5 separate regions of the Mus musculus genome follow, and all the other regions are linked to region 3. The links are chromatin contacts, called in public Hi-C maps. All regions are on one chromosome and are shown on one strand. Each heading gives the region's core, a stretch centred on a gene start, on an enhancer-like site or on the middle of the called end of the contact. The rest is flanking DNA. Distances are from core to core; before and after follow the strand shown.

Evidence for each region. A called contact is a pair of places that touch in the nucleus more often than the background predicts.
Region 1: a Hi-C map of the N1E-115 cell line shows a contact between it and region 3, with 15 times the contacts expected there. The contact joins two enhancer-like sites. A contact is called at or near these places in 4 of 484 Hi-C or Micro-C datasets (the N1E-115 cell line, bone marrow-derived macrophages, macrophages and 1 more) and 2 of 115 datasets of contacts at active chromatin or transcription factors (T-cell acute lymphoblastic leukemia and acute myeloid leukemia).
Region 2: a contact with region 3 is called in a Hi-C map of the N1E-115 cell line, with 9 times the contacts expected there. The contact joins two enhancer-like sites. A contact is called at or near these places in 1 of 15 datasets of contacts at CTCF or cohesin (pro-B cells), 2 of 484 Hi-C or Micro-C datasets (the N1E-115 cell line and myocytes) and 3 of 115 datasets of contacts at active chromatin or transcription factors (T-cell acute lymphoblastic leukemia, acute myeloid leukemia and embryonic stem cells).
Region 4: a contact with region 3 is called in a Hi-C map of bone marrow-derived macrophages, with 11 read pairs. The contact joins two enhancer-like sites. A contact is called at or near these places in 1 of 15 datasets of contacts at CTCF or cohesin (large pre-B cells) and 2 of 484 Hi-C or Micro-C datasets (the G1E-ER4 cell line and bone marrow-derived macrophages).
Region 5: a Hi-C map of the N1E-115 cell line shows a contact between it and region 3, with 6 times the contacts expected there. The contact joins two enhancer-like sites. A contact is called at or near these places in 1 of 15 datasets of contacts at CTCF or cohesin (large pre-B cells), 2 of 484 Hi-C or Micro-C datasets (the N1E-115 cell line and nephron progenitors) and 3 of 115 datasets of contacts at active chromatin or transcription factors (acute myeloid leukemia, embryonic fibroblasts and large pre-B cells).

What each region holds. Positions count from the first base shown.
Region 1 is chr15:62,398,083-62,402,434 of GRCm38.p6, forward strand. No RefSeq gene overlaps it. Among named protein-coding and RNA genes, the nearest start is that of Gm41333, 270 kb to the right of the region's middle. Within about 2 kb of position 3,064, at least 23 of the 459 cell types and tissues checked have an H3K27ac peak or open chromatin away from gene starts, as enhancers often do. A contact at or near this core is called in the N1E-115 cell line and bone marrow-derived macrophages, where this site is marked.
Region 2 is chr15:62,459,641-62,464,080 of GRCm38.p6, forward strand. No RefSeq gene overlaps it. Among named protein-coding and RNA genes, the nearest start is that of Gm41333, 210 kb to the right of the region's middle. Within about 2 kb of position 2,026, at least 71 of the 459 cell types and tissues checked have an H3K27ac peak or open chromatin away from gene starts, as enhancers often do. A contact at or near this core is called in the N1E-115 cell line and T-cell acute lymphoblastic leukemia, where this site is marked.
Region 3 is chr15:63,600,165-63,604,950 of GRCm38.p6, forward strand. No RefSeq gene overlaps it. Among named protein-coding and RNA genes, the nearest start is that of 4930449C09Rik, 120 kb to the right of the region's middle. Within about 2 kb of position 1,582, at least 38 of the 459 cell types and tissues checked have an H3K27ac peak or open chromatin away from gene starts, as enhancers often do. A contact at or near this core is called in the N1E-115 cell line, T-cell acute lymphoblastic leukemia and bone marrow-derived macrophages, where this site is marked.
Region 4 is chr15:62,348,299-62,352,747 of GRCm38.p6, forward strand. No RefSeq gene overlaps it. Among named protein-coding and RNA genes, the nearest start is that of Pvt1, 310 kb to the left of the region's middle. Within about 2 kb of position 2,968, at least 24 of the 459 cell types and tissues checked have an H3K27ac peak or open chromatin away from gene starts, as enhancers often do. A contact at or near this core is called in bone marrow-derived macrophages, where this site is marked.
Region 5 is chr15:62,567,175-62,571,841 of GRCm38.p6, forward strand. No RefSeq gene overlaps it. Among named protein-coding and RNA genes, the nearest start is that of Gm41333, 100 kb to the right of the region's middle. Within about 2 kb of position 2,352, at least 71 of the 459 cell types and tissues checked have an H3K27ac peak or open chromatin away from gene starts, as enhancers often do. A contact at or near this core is called in the N1E-115 cell line, where this site is marked.

The sequences.
Region 1 (4,352 bases), core at 1,814-4,313, 1.2 Mb before region 3:
ATACATACATTGAGAAAAGTGTTTGTAGGAAGTATGGATAACTTAATCTTAGAATTGGAAAATTGCTCAGAAATCAACCAGTACAAACTACTCTCATACATGGGGTCTACAGTGATAGCATTCTGTCTTGGGACTCATGTTCTCCATCTTTTTGGAGTTCACGGCAAACCCACAGTCTCAGCTTTCAGCAGCTTTTGTATACTTTTGGAAGTTTGAAAGGTTTTCCCTGTTTTAAGCCACTATTTGTCTCCTGATAATGGATAGAAAGTCCAGTAGAGTTAATCTCAGCTTTCTTCCACCTGATAACCTTTCTAATACTACAAACTAGCTTTCAGGTAACATGGGACCTGGGACATTCTTAGGCTCCAATGGCACTTGGCAGTACAGAGGGCTTCTAGGACTCATCCTGACTTCAGGAGGAACTTGGCTTGACACTGGGGGTCTTGTGAACCTATCTTGTTACAGCTTAACTTTCAATTTAAATACTAACCATACGAACTAACTCCACTGGAATTTATAAAGCATATTAGCTTTCATAATTTTGCTATGTCTTTACATTGACTGGCTGAGATTGTCCAGAACAACTTATTATTTTGAGTTTGTTTTCAAGTACAGGGAAGCTCAGAGTAGTGATTTGCCCAAGTGGCTCAGCTACTCTCACCGAGTTGAAACTCTGTGGATGCTGATGCAATCATACCCACTGTTTTCTCTATGTTACTTGTCTCATATCCATCCATCAGGCTTTTCCAGAACTTGTTTATTGGTCTTCCCTGAAAAGTCATCTCATGCCACATTGATTTTATTAGGTCAATCCCTCTTCCTCAAACCATAAATCACAAGCTCAATCTCCAAACCTCTAGAATGTCCTTCAGTTCTTTAATATTATCTTCTTGCTTGAGCTTTAGGAAACATGAGGTAAATGGATGAAACATAGAGAACATACTATAGTGACAATATGCTGGTTGATTGATTGTCAGGGAAATTTGGGAACAGGATGAGAATGGGGGATGGGCGGCTACCATGAGTTGGAGATCCCTGAGATACAATTCAACACCATACATGTCCTTAGAACAGTATTCTCAACCTTCCTAATCCTGAGCCCCTTTCATACCGTTCCTCATGTTATGAACATAAACCATAAAGCTATTTTTGTTGCTACTTCAGAACTTTAATTTTGCTTCTTTTATGAATCATGATATAAATATCTGATATGAAAGATGGTCATAGTTAATCCCTGTGAAAGAGGCATTCAACCCTCAAAGGGGTCATAACCCTCAGGTTGAGCACTGTGGATTTAGAGTGTCAAAAGGATCTATGGAGGATGTTATACAAGAGAAAATGCACCATGACAGTAAATATGGGAAACCATAAAGAATTTTGCATTGTTGGAGCACAAGGTACAAAAGGAGACTTCAGGAAGGATGTGTGGGAGGAAGGCCAGGTTCTGGAAGTTGTCACATGAAAGATTTTGGACTTTATCCCGAAGGCTGAAATGAGCCAAATTGAATTTGAAGTAGTCCAGTGCCCACTGAATTGGGCATCTGTTGGGAAGAGCCAACCAATGGAAGCTCTAGGGAGGGTAGTCTGGAGGTGGAGGTGAGGAAGGAGGTGAAGACTGATGGAAGGGAGCCACTGTGGTTGTAGGCAATGTAAACACACTTGAGTGGCTCAGATGAGAGAAAATAGATGACAGTGACAATAACCATAATAATGGAAGGATTTTTAGATACTTTCAGGAAGGAAGATAAACAGACTGAATGATTAGGTGACTGTTGGTAGAGGAGCAAGCGTCCTATAATGCTTGCAGGAATTTCTAGATGGGCTGGAAGATGCTGTCTTATCCATTGCCATTGCCATTCCTGTACTGAGAGGATAAGGTTTTGTAAAGGGAAAGCAAGCTGATTTACTGGCAATGTCTTTCTATTATTTTTGTGTAGTATTCAAGATGGCTGATTAGCCACTTATGGTTGTTTCTTCTTCTTCTTCTTCTTCTTCTTCTTCTTCTTCTTCTTCTTCTTCTTCTTCTTCTTCTTCTTCTTCTTCTTCTTCTTCTTCTTCTTCCTCCTCCTCCTCCTCCTCCTCCTCCTCCTCCTCCTCCTCCTCCTCCTCCTCCTCCTCCTTCTTCTTCACAGGCACTCTATAGACATCCTTGTACTTAGGTGTGATTGTGGAATCAACTCTAAGGGAAAAGCTATTTTCACTTTCAAACCCAGGCTATACATACTTCTGTTTGCTTTTATGTGATCTGCCTTTGAAAGGCTGGATTTGTCGAAAGACATTGTGTGAGTTTGGTTTTGTCATGGAATACTTTGGTTTCTCCATCTATGGTAATCGAGAATTTTGCTGGGTATAGTAGCCTGGGCTGGCATTTGTGTTGTTCTGCCAGTCTGATGAGCATAGACTTGGGAGGAAAGGAAATTCCCTATTCACTGTGTGGACAAAAGCTAGCCACCAATTTAGGAATAGAAACTTCAGACATTATAGTAGCAAGTGATTTGCTTTTATGATGTTTGTTACAGCAATCAGCTACCTGTGCATGATTGATGTACCCTTCTTGTTTCAGAGAGGAAAGACGGTGAAGCATAGCTGATAAATGTTAGGTCCAGACCCATTACGTCTCATCCATAAATGAGACTTCTTAACTTGTATTCTCCGAGAGAGAGAGAGAGAGAGAGAGAGAGAGAGAGAGAGAGAGAGAGAGAGAGAGAGAGAGAGAGAATGAAGTTAGTTGGTTTTCTTTTTTTTTTTTTTGGTCAGTATATTTTCTTCTAGGCACAAATACACAGAGGTCTAAGCAATCCATCCAGTTTGGAAGGAGATAGATTCCCACTCTCCACTTCTCTGCTCCTTAGAAAATAAGATGATTTTGGGGAAGAGAAAGAAGTTATCAGAAGACAACTGAGACAATTCAATTAAGTAAACTTTTACTGGTTCCAAGTTAGCTTTGGTACATATCAGATGCCAGAGTGAGCCTTGGGCTGTATTTGGACAGGAGAGTGTTGAGCCAACCCAGGCTCCTCCTTTTTAACACCATGCCATCCTCCCGTTGCCCTGCCTCTCATTTCCTTTCCATTTCACTATGCTTCAGCCATACTAGCCTTCTTTCTGTTCCTCAAATGCTGTGGCGTTTCTTCCTATCTTGGGGAAGTCACAAGTGCTGTTTCATCCCTTGGGAATGAATACCCACCCCTTCAGTTGCTAATCCTTATGCTTCCTTTTCCTCATCCTTATGCTTGCTCTTAAGTATCTTTTTATCAGTAATGGGCTCCTTGACCCCCGACCTTGAGATATACCCTGATACGCCCACATATTTCATTCTGGACTTCTCCTTTGTGGCAGTCCTCTGACCTGTGATTGTGTAATCTTTTGCCCTGTGCCCTGCTCTATCCAATAGAGTGTCAGGTTTTCTTTTCTTTTCTTTTTTTCTTTTTTCTTTTGTGTTTTTTTGTTTTGTTTTGTTTTGTTTTGTTTTGTTTTGTTTTGTTTGAGACAGGGTTCCTCTGTACAGTCCTGTCTGTCCTAGAACTCACTTTGTAGACCAAGCTGACCTCAAACTCAGATATCTGCCTGCCTCTGCCTCCGAAGTGCTGGGATTAAAGACATGCACCACCACCGCCTGGCCTGAGTGTCAGCTTTTCAAGGGCAAGGATCATGCTGGAGTATTCTTTCTGCCAAGAGACCTGAGCATAACACCCCAAATAGTGGGTAAGCAGGAAGCAAATATTTTTTTTTCTTGACAAAAATAATATTTTTAAAGTAAGCCATTTTCCAAGTGGCTTTATGAAAAACAAACTAGACACTGTGAAATTCTGAAATAAATCATCCACTATGTAGTTAGATACTTAGATAAATCTAAACCAGAATGTGAGAAGCATATAGTTTCTCCTGGCTGTGTTGTCAGTACTGAGGACATCATTGGTCCCTGAACTCTACTGGGGACTTTTTCTTGGGTGCTTTCATGATGGTGACTTGATGTGGCAGTGTAACTTGGTTCTGAAAGAGGGAGAAAGAATAGTAGAGTTTCAATTGGTAACTCCCTCCTTTAGTAGCTAAGCCAGTTTGGGAGATATCAAGCCTTGGCTTCCTTCCTTGAAAATGGAGAGCTTATCTTTCCAGAGTTTACGAATAGGCTATTTGCAAGACACACATGTGCACATGTGGATGTCTATGTCTCATAGGAAGTTTGGCACTTAGCAGGGACTCAGGAAAGTTTAATAGACCATTGACTATGAGGGTCAGGTTCAGATGCTGAGTCATAACGCACGTGAACTGACCGGTCTGAAGCTGTTAACGAGGCACATGAGTGCTTTATCCTTTACTAGTGAATGAAGATACTGATTTACTCCCAAAGG
Region 2 (4,440 bases), core at 776-3,275, 1.1 Mb before region 3:
ATAGGACATCGATCAATGAACCCACAACAAGCTGTTTCAGGCTAGATTAGCTGACTTGCTGTATATGTGTGTGTTTGTGTGTGTGTGTATTCATTCTATGGCACACATGAGAAGGTCAAATAACTTCAGGATTTGTCCTCACTTTGTACCTTGTTTGAGATGGATCACACTGTGTTCACGGCTATATATGACAGCCAAGTGGGGCTGGCTCACAGGTTTCTGGTGGTCATCCTGTCCTTGCCTCTGAGTTTGGCATATGAGTACTGGGATGACAGACAGGCTTTTGTGCTCAACTCTCCCATGGGTTCTGGGGGTTCAAATTCATGTACTCATACAACAAGCACTGAGGCATTTCCCTGGTCCTAAGAGGTGCTTTTATAATATTCTCATTTTTCTGCAGAAGAAGAGAAGACAAAAACAAAACCCTACAGCGTTTAAAAAGAGATAGTACAAAAGAAAAATTACTCTAAAGTTAATCTTTGTTTCCCCCCTCCCCCCAGTATTTTTTTCCCTTTGTGTGACAACCAGCGCAAGCAGCCAGGAAGACCAGTCATTTTAAAACCTGCTTTAGCATCTGCTAAAAGTTGACTGTAGTCAGTCAACTTACATGTTGGGTTATGACAGAAATGACATCGACTGTCTCTCCCCTTCCCACTGTGTTCTGGTATCCATTACTAAGTCACCTCCCCGCTGAGGAAACTTGTGTTGTTTCTTGTAGGGATAGAGACGACCTTTGGACAAGGATACCTCTAGCATGGCCAGCCCACTGTACCTTGACAGCTGGAGAGGACCCCTCCTTCTAAGCCTCAGCAGGAAGCAGTAAGAAAAGGAAGCAGTGAGACTTGGTAACTCCTTTGCCAGTCACACCTTTGTACGTAAAGCAGCAACCTGCTGTTTTGTGCCAGGTACCAAATGCCAGCATTATCATACTTCACATGGCTGATTAGATTTCCATAAGTTTGCTGGCTTCTCCCTTTTCCAACTGATTGGTCCAAGGTCAAAATAAAATTGCTTTCAGAATAGTCTCTAGTTGAAGCAACAAATGTTTTAAGTGCACTAATCAACAATTTTTTTTTTAATTAACTACTCATTACAAAGCACCTCAGAGCAGTGGCTTTCACTATTTAAATGCATTGAATCATGGAGAGATGCCACAGATGGTGGCAGACACCTGTACTCCTAGCACTTACCCAGCTGAGAGCGCCTAGAATTCAAGGCCAGCCTGGAGTGCTGGATCATACTACCCAGGCTTCAGATTTTAGTAGCTCTGGGATGGAAACTGGACATCTGCATGAGTCACATGTTCCCAAGTCATGCTAACACTGCAAGTCCAGGACTAACCGAGAGAACTGCTGATGTGGAGGATGGAAAACATTCTAACCTGCAGATTTTTAGAGATTTAATATCTGTAAGCCTCAGCTTATAGTAGATAGGGACATACAGACCCAATAAATCTAGCAGGTACACTTAAAATCTGGAAAGAAAACATTATTACTTTTTCTTTCAGTTATGGGTGTATATTTTCACACACGTACACACACACACACATGTTCATGTGTGTATATGTTCTTGTGTGTACATTTATGCTTATGTGTGTATAGTATGTATATTATATGTGTGCATGTTTTTGTTTGTGTAGGTATGTCTGTGTATATCTCTGTGTGTGCATATGGAAGTATTAGTTCACCTTGGTTATTATCCCTCAAGAACTGCTAACCTTGTATTTTGAGACAAGGCCTCTCACTAGGACTAGGGAAGTCACTGTTTAGGTTATACTGTCCCGAAATGAGCCCCAAGTATGCTATTGTCTATTCTTCTACAGGACTATAAGCCTGGGCCACCACGCCCAGCTTCATATCCAAACCGTAGAGACTGAAGTCAGTTTCTGATGCTTTCAGTGGCTGAGCTACCTCCCCAGCCCCTTTCTTCTTTTTTTTTCTCTTCCCTACCTCTACTCCTCCCCTTTTCTTTGTTGTGGTTTCTTCCAAGCTGTGTACAGGGGAGGAGGGGATAATCATAATAAGTAGGGGTTCTAGCACCTGTTAGTGGCTTGGCAGGCTTTGTTCCCACCATGTTTGAAATGCAAAGGTCTTCATGGATGCTCTCGGGCATGGATCATTTCCACTTCCTTAGAGCATCTCATTCATCAGGAGACCAGTTCTCTTCTAAAAATAGCTTAGTCAACTTTTCTCTCTTGGTATGAGTATCCAAAGACATTGAGGACTCCTACCACCGTCATCAGTTCTAGAAAACAGGTGCATTAGGGCAGAAATGAGCAAGATCTGGCCCAAGACCTTGGATCCATCACTTAATAGCCTGTGAACTCGAGTGTGGAACTTGTGCTGCTTCGCTGGACACAAATTAGAATTGACTATGAAGAGGAACCTCAATTGAGAAAATGCTTCCCTCAGATTGACCTGTAGGCAAGTCTGTGGGGCGTTTTCTTGATTAATGATTGGTGTGGGAGGGTCCAACCAACTGTGGGCAGTGCTAACCCCAGATATGTGGTCGTGAGTGGTACAAGAAAGCAGTCTTGGCAAGCCATGAGGAGTAAGCCAATAAACATCATTCATTCCTCTAAGACCCGTGCTTCAATTCTTGCTTCTAGGTTCCTGTCTTGAGTTCTTGCCCCAACTTCCTTTCATGAGACTGTAAACTCTAAGATTAGATAAACCTTTTCCTACCCTAAGATGTTTTTTGGTTATGGTGTTCCATCTCAGTAACAGAAAGCAAACTAACAGATAGTAACTTGAACTCACAAAGATTCAGTGTCCAGTCTCTCACATGGAGATCAAGATTAGAACACCTCCTAGGATGCTTAAGGGTCCTAAATGAAACTGGGAATCCCAGTGCTTGAGCAGCGTTTGAACCCTGTAGGGGAGACTTGATCTACAGTGATGAATGTGGCTCCGGAGATCCTGAAATTATCACATTTGAATCAAATCATGCCCTGCCGAGGATAAATAACCCAAACGACCGAGAAAACCGAGAAAAAGAACATTTACTGACCATCCTTCCTCTTACAAAAGTCTCTGAGTGACCCTCATTGGCAGTAATGTGTGGATGCCACGCTGCCCAGGGAAGATAGAAAGCAGCTGGCCCACTCACTGTGGGGAAGCCCCAGCTGACCCAGCATCCTGGTCTATCTGCAGTCACAGTTGTAAGGCAGGCCTAGTGCCAGGGCCTAGAGGCAGAAGAACAGTTGGAGGAGGCAGGGAGGGAGGGGGAAGGAGGAGAGCGCCAAGGAGACTTTGCAATTATCTCCCCGAGACTGTTTAGAATGTAATGTTCCTCTCCACCCCCTTCCTTTTCACATTGTAATTTTCTTCACAGAAAGAGCACAATGGAGAACATATTCCAGGCTGCAGAGCTCACTGCTAACTCTGACAACCCAGACATGGGAACAGATAAGGAAAAAAACACAGGCTCTTTTTTTTTTTTTTTTCCCACCCTAGAGAGATTGCAGTGATTGAAGCTAAGAAATCCAGTTATGTTTGAACATCGTATTACCTGCCCACTTAATGGTTTGGATACGATCTGTCCTTGATGCTCAGCAAGTTTTCTCTGTCTGTTTTTCTTGCTGGAGAGGCTGCCTCTGCCTTTATGTTCACCTCTAATTTCCATCTAGGTGAGAGGCTGCGGTCAGCCCAAGCTGCAGTTGGCTCCATCTCTCTGGATTTGACTCAGTGTTTAAAAGATCCATATTTTCTTCTCACCTGCGTCTACGAAGTAGGGTACACTTACGACTTGTGGCTCCTTCTCAGCTGCCAGGTGGCCCTTGGATGGGCACAGGACAAGGCTGGAAGAGGGGAATAAGGAAGCCGCCTACCTTGGATATCGCCATCTCTGTCCACGTCCTTTTAAAATGATTTATCATTTATTTGTATGTATGTTTCTCTCTCTTTCTCTGTGTGTGTGTTCATGTGTCTATGGAGACAAGGAGAGGGTGTTAGGTCTTCTGGAACTGGAGGTACAAGACTTTGTGAGCTTCCCTACGTGGGTGCTGGGAACTGAACACAGGTTCAGCACCCTTAACCACTGAGCCATTTCTCCAGTCACGTGACCTTCCTCTTTCCTGTCATGTTTCCCTTTAGCTTTAAGACAGGGTCTCGTGTACTCCAGGTTGGCATTAAACGTACATTGTGGCTGAGGATGACCTTGAATCCCTGACCCTCCTGTCTGTACTTCTCAATGCAGGAATTACAAGTCTGTGCCACTATACGCAATTTATGCTTTCTTATTCGGGCTTTATGTATGCTAGGCGAATGCTCGACTACCCGAGCTTTATCCCCATTCAGGTTGCATTTTAATACATATCACCAAGTTACCCCAAGAAGGGTTGTATAAATGCTACAGAACACACAAGAGGGATCAGGACACACATCTTTTTTTTTTTTTTTTTTCTCCTCTGTATTCACATGGACCTGTCTGCCAGAGTGG
Region 3 (4,786 bases), core at 332-2,831:
TGGGTGGCCCTTATGTGGAGTTTGATTCTTCTTCCAAATTCATTCTGGCTCATGGTTGTAGATTACAAGGCTCAATCTTCTACTTGGCTGCTCATCTCTTTGAGACCACACCTTGACCTTCCATGTGGCACTCTCACAAATTGACATCTTATTTCTCCAAAGTCAGCAAGAGAATCTCTATTCAGTCTGCTATACAAGATTTTTGCCATACAAAGTAGCTATCTTATCCTGATTGTTAAGTAGAATAACCATTTATAGGGTGGTATCCCCAATACAACTAGAGCTTACACTACGAGGGAGGGTTTATACATAGAATATATATTTGATGGATATGTAGAAGAAATTTTAGGGAACAATTTACAAATCCTGCTTATCAAATGGCCCAAGCATTGGTATCTTTATTCCATACATAAAATAAAATGTATAACAAAATAAACAATTTCATAAGAGAAAAAAGTAATACAATTTTCAAATAGAAGGGCTGGAGAAATGGCTCAATGAGTAAAATGCTTGCTGCATATACAGGAGGACCTGAGCTCAGAATTCCAGAATCCTTGAAGCAAAAGAAAGAATTAGATAAAATATCAAGGAAAAGCATAGACTGAAACAAAAAGAAAGTAAGATATATATTGTAAACTAATGTTCTGAAGATGCACATTGTCAGAATGGATTTAAAATATGTAAAAGGGTATAAGGAATATTTTAAGAGAAATTAAGGTTAAATAGATCTAAATGGATATGAATGTATATTGAATGGTATAAATATAAGATTGATGGGTTTCCCCAGTTACTTTTCTCCAGAAAGGACGAGCCAACTCTCAACTATGTGGGAGAGAGAAAGAGAGTAGTAGTCTGCTTCTGGAGAAATTGCAGACAAGCATTTCGCAAGCCAGAAAGCATCTATAATGTCTGCCGTGGACTGTGTCTTGTGAACCAGACTCTCTGGAAGCTGAGACAGAATTCCATTGACACATAAAACCCCATTCTGTTAAAACTTTCAGGCTCTGGTCCTCACTGCTCAGACTAGTGCAGCCCCACTGACTCAAGCTGACTATCCCCTCCATATTATCTCACATGTTAAAAAAAATTAATTAAGATGATCATAGTCCCCCTTGATTTTTTTTTTTTTGACCTTTGCTCTTCTTGAGTAAAACACTAAGAAGACAGAAATTGTCTGGGGCAAGAGACTTACACCTTTGTGAGTGTGGCATAGCAAGCCAGCTGTGCAGAAATAGCTGTTTGATCACGTACATGAATGTGACTGCTAGAGGAAAAATAGTTCCACCAGTTATTTTGTAGGCTGTGGTGAGATTTAACTGAGAAAGTCCATATGAGGCTGTCATCAATGTCTTTCATCCAATCTGTCTCTTACCAGATATCTCTATCAGGGAGGTGGGAGATTTATAGAGCCACACCCATCATCTCCCTGCAAAGGAAGGAATCCAACCTGCATACCTAAAATTTGCAGAGCCTTGAAGCCATTCTGAAGATTGTGCGTTGGATGAAACTGGATTCCCAATAAAGGACTCTGTGACAGGGTATTGCCCAGCCTGAGGCACTGACTACTCCAAAGTTGGACTGAGCTTGCCATCTAGAGGACACCAGGGGACAGACAGTCCCTACAGGGTCTTCGGTAGACAAGACCTTGGCACCTTAAGACAGACAAAGCTCCCTCTCTAAAGGACATTCGTTGAGGGTTTGACTGTCCAAGCATCATAGGGGCAGAGAAAAATACAGCCTCTGCCCTTGGTGCTCTAACGTGAAAATGAGACTCGCTTTCTAGAAGGATGGAGAAATTTCCTCTCGCAGATGTGTCCACTAATAAATCACAATGCCAGCTAAGGTTTCTCTCTGAATTAGATCTCAGTTTTCTTGACACTCAAGCTGAGGTGGACATCAGAAGTCCTCACTGCTTCATCTTGTCACTAAAGGGTAACGCCAGCCAGCTGAGGCCACACAGCTAGAAAGTAGCAGAGACAGACTTTGTGGAGTAATACTGGAAGTACCTGTATCAAGAGACTGACCTGTGCCTGAAGCAGCCAGATGCCATGGACCTTGTGGGAAGAAAACAGAGCAAGCAGAGACTCTGGGCTGTTGGTATTTCAAGGGCAGATTTTTATAAGTCAGACGTATTCATATCTTGTTGAGGCCCTAATTTGCCAGTGATGGAAGAAATGAGGAACTTTGGCCTCTGGCCTAGATTCACATAACTCTTCTCACCCTATAAATCCAGTGAGGCTGGAGAAAGTTTTTCTGACTGTATATACGCTTACAGTCTAAGAATCCTTTACCTTTTGAAAGGTGCCAATGTGGCTACATACAATTCAGGGCATTTAAACTAAAAAAGAAAATCTCTTTTCCAGAAGCAAGTCTGTAGGCCAGAATCCTAAACATTTCACCAATGTATAGCCTGTCCATATTCATGCTATCACTTACCATTGCATTCACAGTTAGTTTACACTTGTATGCACAGTCAGTTAGCAAGTGTGAATTCTGAATGAGCTGTGGTTAGGCATCAAGGAGACAGTGATGCCATGATATTCACAGCCACTGTCCTCATGCATCTTACATAGTTAGGAGACTATGAGAAATGCCCCAAAATGGCACCCCTGAGTAGACATTGAGGATTAAGTAATAACAAACTGAAAGTGAATTTGCAGTTGCCTTTCTACTCATTCTCTGTGTGGTCACTGCACCTTTGGTACCCTTTTCTTAGAGCTTCCCTCACTCAATGTATTCTTTTCCATCTTTTTTTAAATTTTGTTAAGTTTTGATATAAAAAAAAAAAACCTATCTATACACATGGACTTTCTGCTTCTGGAGGCCAGCGAAAAATTCTATCTATCTCATAATCTCCCACATTTTCTAGAGCCAAGAATCAAGATAGTAGATTTGGGTTGAAATTTTGGATAAATCAAAGGGTCAAATGTTTCATCAATCTGCCAGTCAATTTTAAGTATTACTGACAAAAGCATATCCATGAAGTCTTTCATTTGTAATGTGTGAGACTCTAAATGCAGTTAGTTGGTGATCAATGAAAATTTTAAAGTTACATGCTTCCGTCCAAGCACATCATTGCAAGTCATTTGTCATGTGTTGCACAAGGGATCTGTCAGAAGTGATGCAGAGTGTCGGTTAAGACAGACGGGCCTTTCCATAAATAACCATAAGATGCTTGTGGGTTCTGAGGCAGGGGCACATCTCCCACTAGCTGGAAGAATCAACGAGGCTAATCTTCACTGAAAACTGAAGTCTGGCTGCAGTTATTAGAAATAGCTCTCCTCCATGGAAGCTGGACTGGCAGGCAGGCAGGGAAGGATCCAAAGATTGTGTCACAGCTGAAAAGGAGCCTGCCAGAGAACATTCAGTTTCCAAATACATACATGAAGCATTGAGTAATAGCTTCGCTCTCCAACTTCATTTCAAATGAATCCAGTTTTAGACTCGAAGCCATAAAAGTTGCACCAAACCTTTTTGAACCTACACGCTCAGAGTGCTTTCCATCACTCCGTAAAACTTCAGCCAACTCACATTTTGAGCCCAACAGCACTCCCCAAGCCCTGAAATATTAGCCACCCCACACCACCCCACACTGGGAGGGGTCCATATTTCTACCTTTTTGTACACTAGTTAATGCAACCAAACATTGAGATATCATGAGCTCCTGTGACATGCCCAATGCTGAGCTATGCACTGGTTCCTAATGATCTCCTTTTCTTGGTATGAAGACATTATTAAATAGCTCCCTTCCAGCTGTCAGGATGTTGAGAGAAACATTGACTAAGTCACTTGGTTAGGGGAGCCCAAGTAAGGAGCAGTGTAACCAAGCATTCATTGCTTTCCCAACGCAATGGCAACAGTGCCTAACATAGACTTCGTAAAGGAGGGAGGATTGTCTGAGCTCATCGTTTCTGAAAGGTTAAGTACAGAGTGATTGTAAAAGGCATGGCAATGCCACACGTGGTAGCAAAACTCCACAGAGGTCTCTAGTATTTCAATGGCTAGGGGGAGCAAGGATCAGGAAAAATTAGGGATGCAGAATTAGTGGGACTCTCAGAGGCATACAGTTTACCTATTGCCCCTTTTGTAAAGCCTTCTGTTTTCTTTCATGCATTCCTATCTAAATTGTTACTTCTTTGAAGGAGGTTGTGGGTAGGAGTTGCACAGAAGCCTTTTATGACCCTCTTTCCCAACTGTGTGAGTCTGCAGTCATCGATACCGCTGCAAAAGTGGGTTTCTTGCCCTTTATAATCAGCAGCAGTGTGGATCCTGGACTTCGACATGGTTTCCAGCATACGCAGCACGTGCCATAGACCTCAGCCTGGTCTCTGGTGGCAGTGCAGACCACGGACAGGGCCCTCTGCCAAAGGGAACTCTTAAAAATTGTGATAGGGATGCTAAAATGTAGCTCTCCACAGTTGATGGCTTCTGGTGGGATCCAAGTGGGAAGGACTTGTTTTGGGTTTTTTGATGTTTTGTTTTGTTTTGTTTTGTTTTGTTTTGTTTTGTTTTGTTTTTTAAGGCCTGGCCCCTGGGAGTTTGACTGTGACACACTGAGTATACAACAAAAATTGGACTTTTTTTTTTTTTTGATGAAGGGGGTAGTCACAAGGGTGGGGGATGGACCTGGGAGCACTGAAAAGTGAGTGTGATCTGGGTGCATGATGTGAAATTCTCAATCAATAAAAATATTACTCTGGGACAAAAATAAAGGTCTCCCATTTTGAGACAATACATCCATTTTCCACCCTTAAAGAGTTTATGTTTTGTTCTCTCCTAAAAGAAT
Region 4 (4,449 bases), core at 1,718-4,217, 1.3 Mb before region 3:
AGCCCCCAAGTTGCTCTGTATGCAAACACCTGTTCCCTAGGAAGTTCTTCAATAGCTTGTACTTGGAAAGGTAGCACATTCTGATGGCCTGACTCTCTTTCTCTTCTGTGCCTCCCAAAATGTTTCCAGTATTCAGAGCATCCAGAAATCATTCTTGACACCAGCTATGGAGAAACTTTGTGAGGGAAGGCAGTAAGACCTTCAAAGAGTCTCAGCTGAGAATTATATCCTGATTGGTTTGCTTTAGCTGGAAAAAAAAAAGTTTAGTCATTTTCCCTTTTTTATTTTTTTCCCAAAATACGTGTAAAGGGCATCATATTTTATTGAATGACTGAAATTCACCAAGCATCAAGCGGCACTTTCTGAATGTTATTTCATTTAAGAGGTACAATGTTATCTGTGGAATGTGTATAATTATCCCTATCCTGTTAATTAGAAAAATGCAGTCATTGATCATTTGAATTAGGATTTTAATCTAGTTTCTGGGTTTAGCTTTCTGTCAGATGATGTCTTAAATGGTAGCATTCTTCTCAAAATAGATACACTAATGGGGAAACCCTTGGGAAGGCAACTGGTGGAAAGGTTGCAGAGGCAGAGCACTGGTTTCCAGTAACTTGAAACTGCACTTCTTTTCACCTTGGCATGTGACTCTGCTCTACTGACTGACCATCCATTTCTGTTGGCCTGGGAGATGAGCAATAACACTAGTGATGGGGTGGGGAAGGCAGGAAATAGGGAGAAGTCTGGTTGGATAATACCAAGACATCACTAGAAGGCCATGAAGCAGAGTACAATTTCTTTATTAACACTCTTCTTGCATAGGCAGTTGCTGTTTGGAAGGACTGTGTGATAAGGCACTGCAGGCAATGAATGCTTATGTATAGATAGAGTTCTCCTTTGTATGCAATTCAAGATACTGGCTCATGGAATGGTGCAATCTCATTCACAGTGGGTCTTCTCGCCGCAGTTTTCCCAAACTCCATAATTGCTTATAAACATAACTAGAAACTAACCCAAATAATCCTTCATAGGCATGTTCAGAGGCCTTTCTTCTATGTGATTCCAGATCCTGCCATGTTAACACATCCATCATCACTGTTGTATGTTACTTATCCAGCTCAAACTGGTTTTGTTGTTGTTCTTATTTTAACAAATATGCTTTTAAAATAGCTCTTATCATTTGTGGTTTTACTTATTCTTTAGACTTGTGTACAATATATTTTTATCATATTCTTTGCTCTCTCCCAACTGCACCCAGATCCCTCTTTGTCTCTTTACTTATCCAATTTCATATTCATTCTTTCTCTTAACAAAATAAAATCTGATTTATTATGGCCAACTATTTTGAATATGGAGCTTTCTCTGCAGTATGGTTGACAAACCCATAGAGAAGGGGAGAGAGAGAGAGAGAGAGAGAGAGAGAGAGAGAGAGAGAGAGAGAGAGAGAGAGACTTTACATTTTCCAGACACAGTAGTGCAGATGGACATATGAATCCACAGTCTATCAAGCATGTACAAGACTTGCACAAGCTCAAGCCAAACAAAATCCAGCATGGAAAAAGGTAAGTTGGCTTCCCCAGTTAGCTGTTTCAACTGAGTTTCTGGGAATGGTATTCAGATACTCACATTTTCAAGGCAAGCCCTTTACTGACTGGCCCATCTCCCCAATCAATTTTATTATCCCTGTTGTGAGAACAAGGAAAGGATTTTCATTCTTATGTTGGCAATTTCCATGAAGAGGAGAAAATGCTATAGAAAATGTCCGATCTCGGTTTGATCTGCTCTTTATCACTTATTAATATGACACACTGGACAAGTTACGTAATGTTTCTGAGCCTTAATTTCTTCATTTGTAATGTTGGGTAATGATTAAGGGTGGTTTCTGGCACATATTGAAGGCTAAGTAAAACAATTGTAACAGTCTCAGGTGGTGCAATACTTAACTAGTCACTGAAATAGGTATGTTTTGCAAAGAGAGCTGAAGTTGCCTTTGGAAGGCAGAGTATGAAGTGTGATATCCCAGTGTCAGTTCATCTGACCACAGTCATCTTCCATTGTGAAGAACCTTCTTGACTCTTCATATGGTCCTTGAATTATATGGAAGACTTGATGAGATCTAATGTCTTTAAAGTGACATTGACTACCAATTAAGGGTGGCTTGAAAATGACCACACCATGGACATTTCTTTGTTCGTACAGAAGTAAGTTTCTTTGGACTGAATTGACTGATCAGGTCATGCCTGGATTGACTCTGTCTCAGATGTGAAATATAGTATTATGTAAGAGAGCGTGTGGAGAACTTCTAAGACCAGGAGCGGGTCCTATTAGTGTTTACCATTTCTGTTTGCTAAAACTTGGCTCTTCAAAGGAAGTTGCCTCATCATTGTGAAGTTCAGTTCTGATCTCTACAATGAGCTAATATCTATCCATACCATTTAGATCCATCTTGTGTTGTAAAAGAATAAATGATTTTATTTTATCAATGATTACAGTTTCTCTGGTGTATAAGTTGAATTCCTCCTTCCCCCCCTCCTCCCCCTAAAGCAAGATGTTCTGTGTGTGACGAGGAGAACACTTAGTCTTCTCTGATCAGTGCTTTGCCCCTTCTGAATAAACTTCACACTAAGTGTAAGAATAGGCCCCCCAAAAGCTCTCCCTCTGGTCACTTGAAAATCTGAATAGAAGGTACAATGTTGGCTTCTCTGAGAAACACACAAGAGAAGATTTGTTTGAGGAAACACCTGTGAAGGAAAATAGGGAGGAAGTAAGAGAAGGCAGAGAGAGTCTTCATACCGCATGAAGGTCTCCCAGCTGTGCAAGGAGAGGAAGAAGAAAGGAAATTAGGTAGAACATGATTCAGACTATTTTTCAGTATTCAACTAAACTACTGGGACTACTCATGATAGAATTACCCATTAAAGCAACTCTCCATAGTAGAGACTCGCCTGAACTACAGTCTCCATTGCCCCACTTAGTTAGAAGCTAGGAGCATAACAATGGATTCAACAGGGCCCCAACAGCTGGACATGCAGCTAATCAATTACCTCCATAGCAGATCTGAGCAGAGCATTTTCATGACTATTCATTAAATTGGAAGAGATTTACTGTTGAAAGCAGAAATCCTCATTAAAAAAAAAAAAGAAAGAAAAAGAAAGAAAGCAAACAAAACAACCCCGACCATTCATGGTTTTGTACCTAATATCAATGTTCTCTTCCTTTCTTTGGCTTTCACTTCCTTATGTGTTTCAGCTAGGCCAATCATGTTAAAAACCCCACCCATCATGGTAGAGTTCCTCATTTGACAATTCCTACGAAATTGTATGTAAATAAGCAAGGGAGGGGGCACGTCTTTGGTTTTACCTTCTCTGTGAATTATGATACCCTGCTGGGGTTTCACATGTTTTATTCATTGGCATAGGAATAACCTCCTGTGTCAGATTATTATAGTTCTTGCCTTCAGTCTTACTAATATGAAACCAGCTATCCAAAGGGCTTTGGCAAAAACTATCTATGTATCTATGTATCTATGTATCTATCTATCTATCTATCTATCTATCTATCTATCTATCTATCTATCTATCCATCCATCCATCCTATTACCTATTTACCTACATACCTACTTGTAGGATCACACATCTATTTATATATATCTCTATATCAATGAGGGGAAGCACTCTAAAGAAATATTTTCAAAGAATGAGAAAGTATTACAGGGTTTGCTAAACATGAAATATTTTTAGGATTTGTCTTTATTTCAGGACATGACGTGAAGAATCACTGGGGCCTTCATGGGGATTGGCATTTTAATCCCTGAATATGATTGCTTACAAGATATTTGAAAGTGTCTGAATTCTTTATGCAGAAAATGAATGTGCACCCCTTCCCCCCCTGGAAAATATCATTGTGCAGATAGGCAATTGCGCAGATAGGCCAGGATGGGATGAGCAGGGTACAGAGTGAATCTCTTCCACCACTTTCTGATTTCATACTTGAATGGACTTTTTTTTTTTAAATCATCTTTAGTTACAAGTCATCCTCAATTGGTGTGAAGTGGACAAAACTAGTAACCATGATTCCCAGGTCTGCCACACAAGGGGCAAGAAGTTCTCATGTTCCCCTTAATCCTTTGCCCTGTCTAGTGAAAAATACCATAGCCCTGAACTCCAAAGTAATGGAGGGCAACAAGGGTCCCTAAATAACCATAAGGGACAGAATGTCCTGATGACTTATGTGTGGTTGGAAATTGAGTGAGAAATATATACTTCTTGAGCAGAGTTTCTTGAGTCTTTAAATAGATTGTGACAGCCAGTGTTTCTGGAAGAAAAGACACAGGAACCTTTTGAAGATGAATTGTACATAAGGAAAGGAGGTCTGGGTGCAAGGTAGTATAATTTGACTTGACAAACTCGTCTTTAGTGATATTTTGAATCAAGCCTTGTTGTGGGATTA
Region 5 (4,667 bases), core at 1,102-3,601, 1.0 Mb before region 3:
TGCTCATTTGTTAGGTTTTTTGTTTGTTTGTTTGTTTTTTTTGTTTTGTTTTGCCTGACTCTAGTAGAATGCTGTTCCTTTCCTTTCTAATTGGCAGTAGGTAATAAGTCAGGCAGAGATGAAGCCCAACCATTCTGCTTAAATGCTGTAAAGTGTGGTGCTCTAAATTGCAGCCCAAACAGGTTCCCAGAGGCAGTAGATACAATAGGAAAGGCACTGAAGTGTTAGGAGATGTTGATCAACGAGAGCTCCATCTTGGTCCTTGAAGTCTGAGTTTCTCTGTGGAGACAGTGGGGTTGAGTGGTGAAAACTACTTTGGAGAAATGAAGCATAGCATGTAGTGAGATAAAGGAGAAGGGACCAGAAAATGACGTGGGAAGGTCTGATAGGCCTTTCGGGATGGAAAGAGAGGAGATCCTTGTTTACCCAGAAGTACAGTGACACAGCAAAAGAAGACAGGTCTCTCCCCCTGCAGCTATCTGCAGGCCAGTACTACTCCGGATGGAAGCTGTTTCTGTTGTGCTTTGGAGTAAGACGTGAGCAGTGAGTTAACAGTAGATTGCCCTTGGGCTTGCTCCTTCCATGACCTCAAACCAATCTGTGTTTGATTTGGATCCCTTCAAACACCTTGGAAGGAAAAGGCAAAATGGCAGGGCATTGTTATTTTACTCTTTGACAAGGATATCTAAACATGCTCTGGTAAAGGAGAAGGTTTTCAGCTTTTAGGAAAGTGGCATGTGACTGAAGAACAGAGGGAGTTAGCCTGCTGTCAGCGACAACTGCCCAAGTGGCCTCAGGAGGAAGAGATGGAGAAGCCTCTGCTGAGAGACACGCTCTTCCTTTACCAAGGGATAGAAATGGTAGAATAGGAACCTATACAAAATATCATTTCAAGGATCAAATGGAGTTTCTCTGATTGCAGCTGGAAACATCTACTTGCTAACGCTGGCGGGTGGGACTCCTGTTCCTACTAAACGCATCTAGTCAGACTAGCTTGCTTCATATTTGAATGCAGAGAGTTCAAGAGCAACCATCCAGGAACCAGCTCGAGTGGTCGAGGAGGTATGTGTCTCACTCAGCCCTGAGCTTGCTTCTTAGCTCTATTCTTCTTTTCAGTTATGTAATTTTGGCCAAATTACCAGATGTGGCTGAGCTCCTGTATCTCTGTACAACTGGATTAATAATTCCTGTCACAAGGAATTATTCTAAGTGCTAAAGAGACAGTGCATGCAAGAGGCTGGCGGTTGTATCTGAAACCTAGCATACATCAACAGAACTTAGTGTGTTATTGATGCTTGTTACCTGCACTGGCATGGCAGTGAGTTCTGCATGTATTTGGGATATTCCAAATTGAGCAGGAAAAAAAAGGTACGTCTGTTTTTAAAATAAGTTCCCATAAAAGTAAGATGAAGGCTATATAAATATTTCTTGAGTATTTATAAAATATTTTCTTATGGATGCATTATTTTAATTCATTAACATTTTAAGAATCACTGGACTAAATTATTGTTTTTTTTTTCCTTTTGTATTCATTTCTCCAGAGATTTCATCCAACCTCTGGAGAAAAGGGGAGAGACAAGAAAGCAGTGTTTTCACTTGATTGAGGCCAAGAACTGGGGGACTGGACAGAGCTAGGTTACAGCCCTGCCAAACGTTCCCTACCTACAGGCTTTGACCTATGTAATAGGAGATAAAACTTACAGTAATAACAATTATAACAATAACAGGTCTGTAGTGCTGAGCTCTCCACCTATTATTTCATGATTCATACAAACACCTTATGGGTGAGATGTCACAATCACGTGTAAGTCACGAGCAATATACCAGATGACATCAGCCACATACTAGGTTCATAGAAAAGGACCTCTGACAAGCAAGACTATCTTCTTACCCCTGCCTTGATTTTCTGAACATAGATGCAGATAGGTTCTGTCTATGTGGCTGCTGAGGAACTGGACTGAACTATTGAGTTAATCAGTTGGCTCTCAAGCCCATTTGTTTCCACAGGAGGCAATGGTAAAACTCATTGCAGTTCACAAACCCTCTGTCTTCTCAGCTCACAAGCATTGCCTCCTGGTTGGTTTGTGCTGGGGTAGAGTGAGTCAGCCAGTCACATGCCTGCTCTCAGGGCCACTGTCCAGGTGAGAGGCACAAATGCTGCTCACACTGCTCTTGACCAGCATATCAAGTGTTGCCCGGACCTGCAGGTCCTGCTTTTTCACTCCATGGATGGGCTGTGCTCTTTCACTTCGGAGAGAGCCAGCATTGTCAGCTCAACTGCTTCCTTGTGCTCAGTAGCTTGCTGAAGGGTGACTGGCTTGAGACCTTGTTAAAGCTACCCTGCCCCTGTTTTAAAGCATCACTGAGAGATGCTGGAGCTGAGTCACCGTCCACACAGACAGCTCATTGCCAAGATGTGCTGTGCTTTTCTGATGCAAGGAAGAGCAAGTTTCCATCCCTGCTGTAATGTCACCCCGCTGCACAGCTCAGGCCAATAAAGTTCAACAAACCAGTTTAGCCTGGGAGAGAAGGGGATGAAAGGCTAAAACACTCTTTGATGAAACCCGAGTCTTCCAGGTAAAGGGCAAGTAGCTGGCATGACGAGTGAGCAAAGACATCTTTTGGGAATCTCCCGTTCGTTCTGCCTTTCATCCTGACGCTCTTCTTCACTGGGTGATTTCACATGAAGCAAAAGTGTTGGCTCTCTACCCTTCTCCTTCCTGCCTGCCCCAGTAAATTGTGACCGATACTGTCTGAATCACTAGATTCTTTGGACACTCAATTATCTATGAGAAAACAATGTATCTCACTTCTGACTTACTGCAGATACGCTTAGCTCTTGCACCGAATGGTTTTAAAGGCCAGCAACACCTCCTCCCTAAACCCCTTCATTTAAATTATGTTTATTACTATGCTTGTTTACTCTCAGTCATCCCTCCTTGAGGAAGGGGATCTAAGCATGTGGGACCAGGCTTATTTTGCACTTTAGCTTGGTGGAGGATCTGCAGCAAATGAGCTAATCTATATTTACTGAATTATTAAACTGCTCCCCCACACACACTTTTCAATTGCTTTTCCTGTCCCCCAAATCAGTTTTGCTCCTGTCCCAACCACACAGCTCAATGTTGATAAACGAATAAGAGTTCAAATCAACTCATTATTTTCTGTCCTGAGCTTCCCTAGTCCTGTCTTTTCTTTGCGATGCATCCTCTTTGAGTGTAATTAGCATCAGGACTCTGTGCTGCTTGGAATCTTTCAGTCCTGTCACACAAGGTTTATCCCTGCCTGAAATGTCCTCTCTGCTATATTTTCTCTGGCAAACTTCTGTATGCTCATCTTATATAAGGAACCTTCTTGGAACACCCATCAGGCCCACTCCTCTAACTACAACTGACCCTTCTTTCCTTTGGATCCACAATGAAGTGCTTCAGTTCTGTTTTTTTCCCATTAATTTATCTGTTCACTGTACATCCCAATCCTAGCCTGTCCCCTGTTTCCTCCCAGTCCTGCTCTTAGAAATTTCTCTCCTCTTTACCCCCCCCCCCCCCTTCTTCTTAGAGAAGGGGAAGCCACCTTTGGGTACTTCCCTGCCCTGGGACATCCAGTCCCATGAGGAACTAAGCATATTCTCTCTCACTGAAGCCCAGTCAGGCAGACCATTTAGGGGAGTGGGATACAGTGGCAGGCAACAAAGTCAGAGATAGCTTCTGTTTCAATTGTTGGGGGACCACATGAAGACCAAGTTACACATCTGCTACAAACGCATAGGGGGCCTATGTTCAGTCCCTGCATGTTCCCTGGTTAGTGGTTCAGTCTCTGTGAGCCGCCATTGGCTCAGTTTAATTGAGTATATAGATCTTCTGTGGTGTCCTTGACCACTCTGGCTTGTTCAATTCTATCTCCCCTTTTCCACAAGACACCTTGTGCTCCACCTGATGTTTGGCTCTGGGTCTGTTTCCATTAGCTGCTGGGTCAAGCCTCTCAGGAGACAACCAAATACTCACTATTCAGCCATTCAAAACAAGGACTTCATGAAACTCACAGGCAAATGGATAGAACTAGAAAATATCGTCCTGAGTGAAGTAATCCAGACCCATAAAGACATGTGTGATATGTACTTATGTGTAAGTGGATATTAACCATAAAGTACAGTGTTTCAGTTCTTAATATCTAGTTATGTATTTTCTCTCCACTAACACAATAGCAACTCCAGGATGGAGTAGGGTAGGTGGGGAACGTAGTCAGTTGAAACTGTGTGAGGGCAAAAACCATGATAGTCCCTTAACTTCAACAGATAAAGAAAGGAAGCCAGTAGGAAGATTGTAAAGAAACGTGAAAAGACCTCTTATTTAAATATACTTTTAAAAATATACTTTTTATTGAATATTTTATTTCTTTATATTTCAAATGTTATCCCCTTTCCCGGTTCTTCTCTACAAACCCCCTATCCCATCCATCCTCTCCTGCTTCTATGAGGGTGCTCTCCCACCCACCTACCCACAACCCCTCCCCACCCTAGCGTTCTTCTACACTGAGGCATCGAGCCTTCACAGGACCAAGGGCCTCTCCTCCCATTGATGCCAGACAAGGTCATCCTCTGCTACATATTCCAAGGACCTCTTAACCAGAAATCCTTGTCCCTAACCCAGGGAAAACATGTCAGAGCA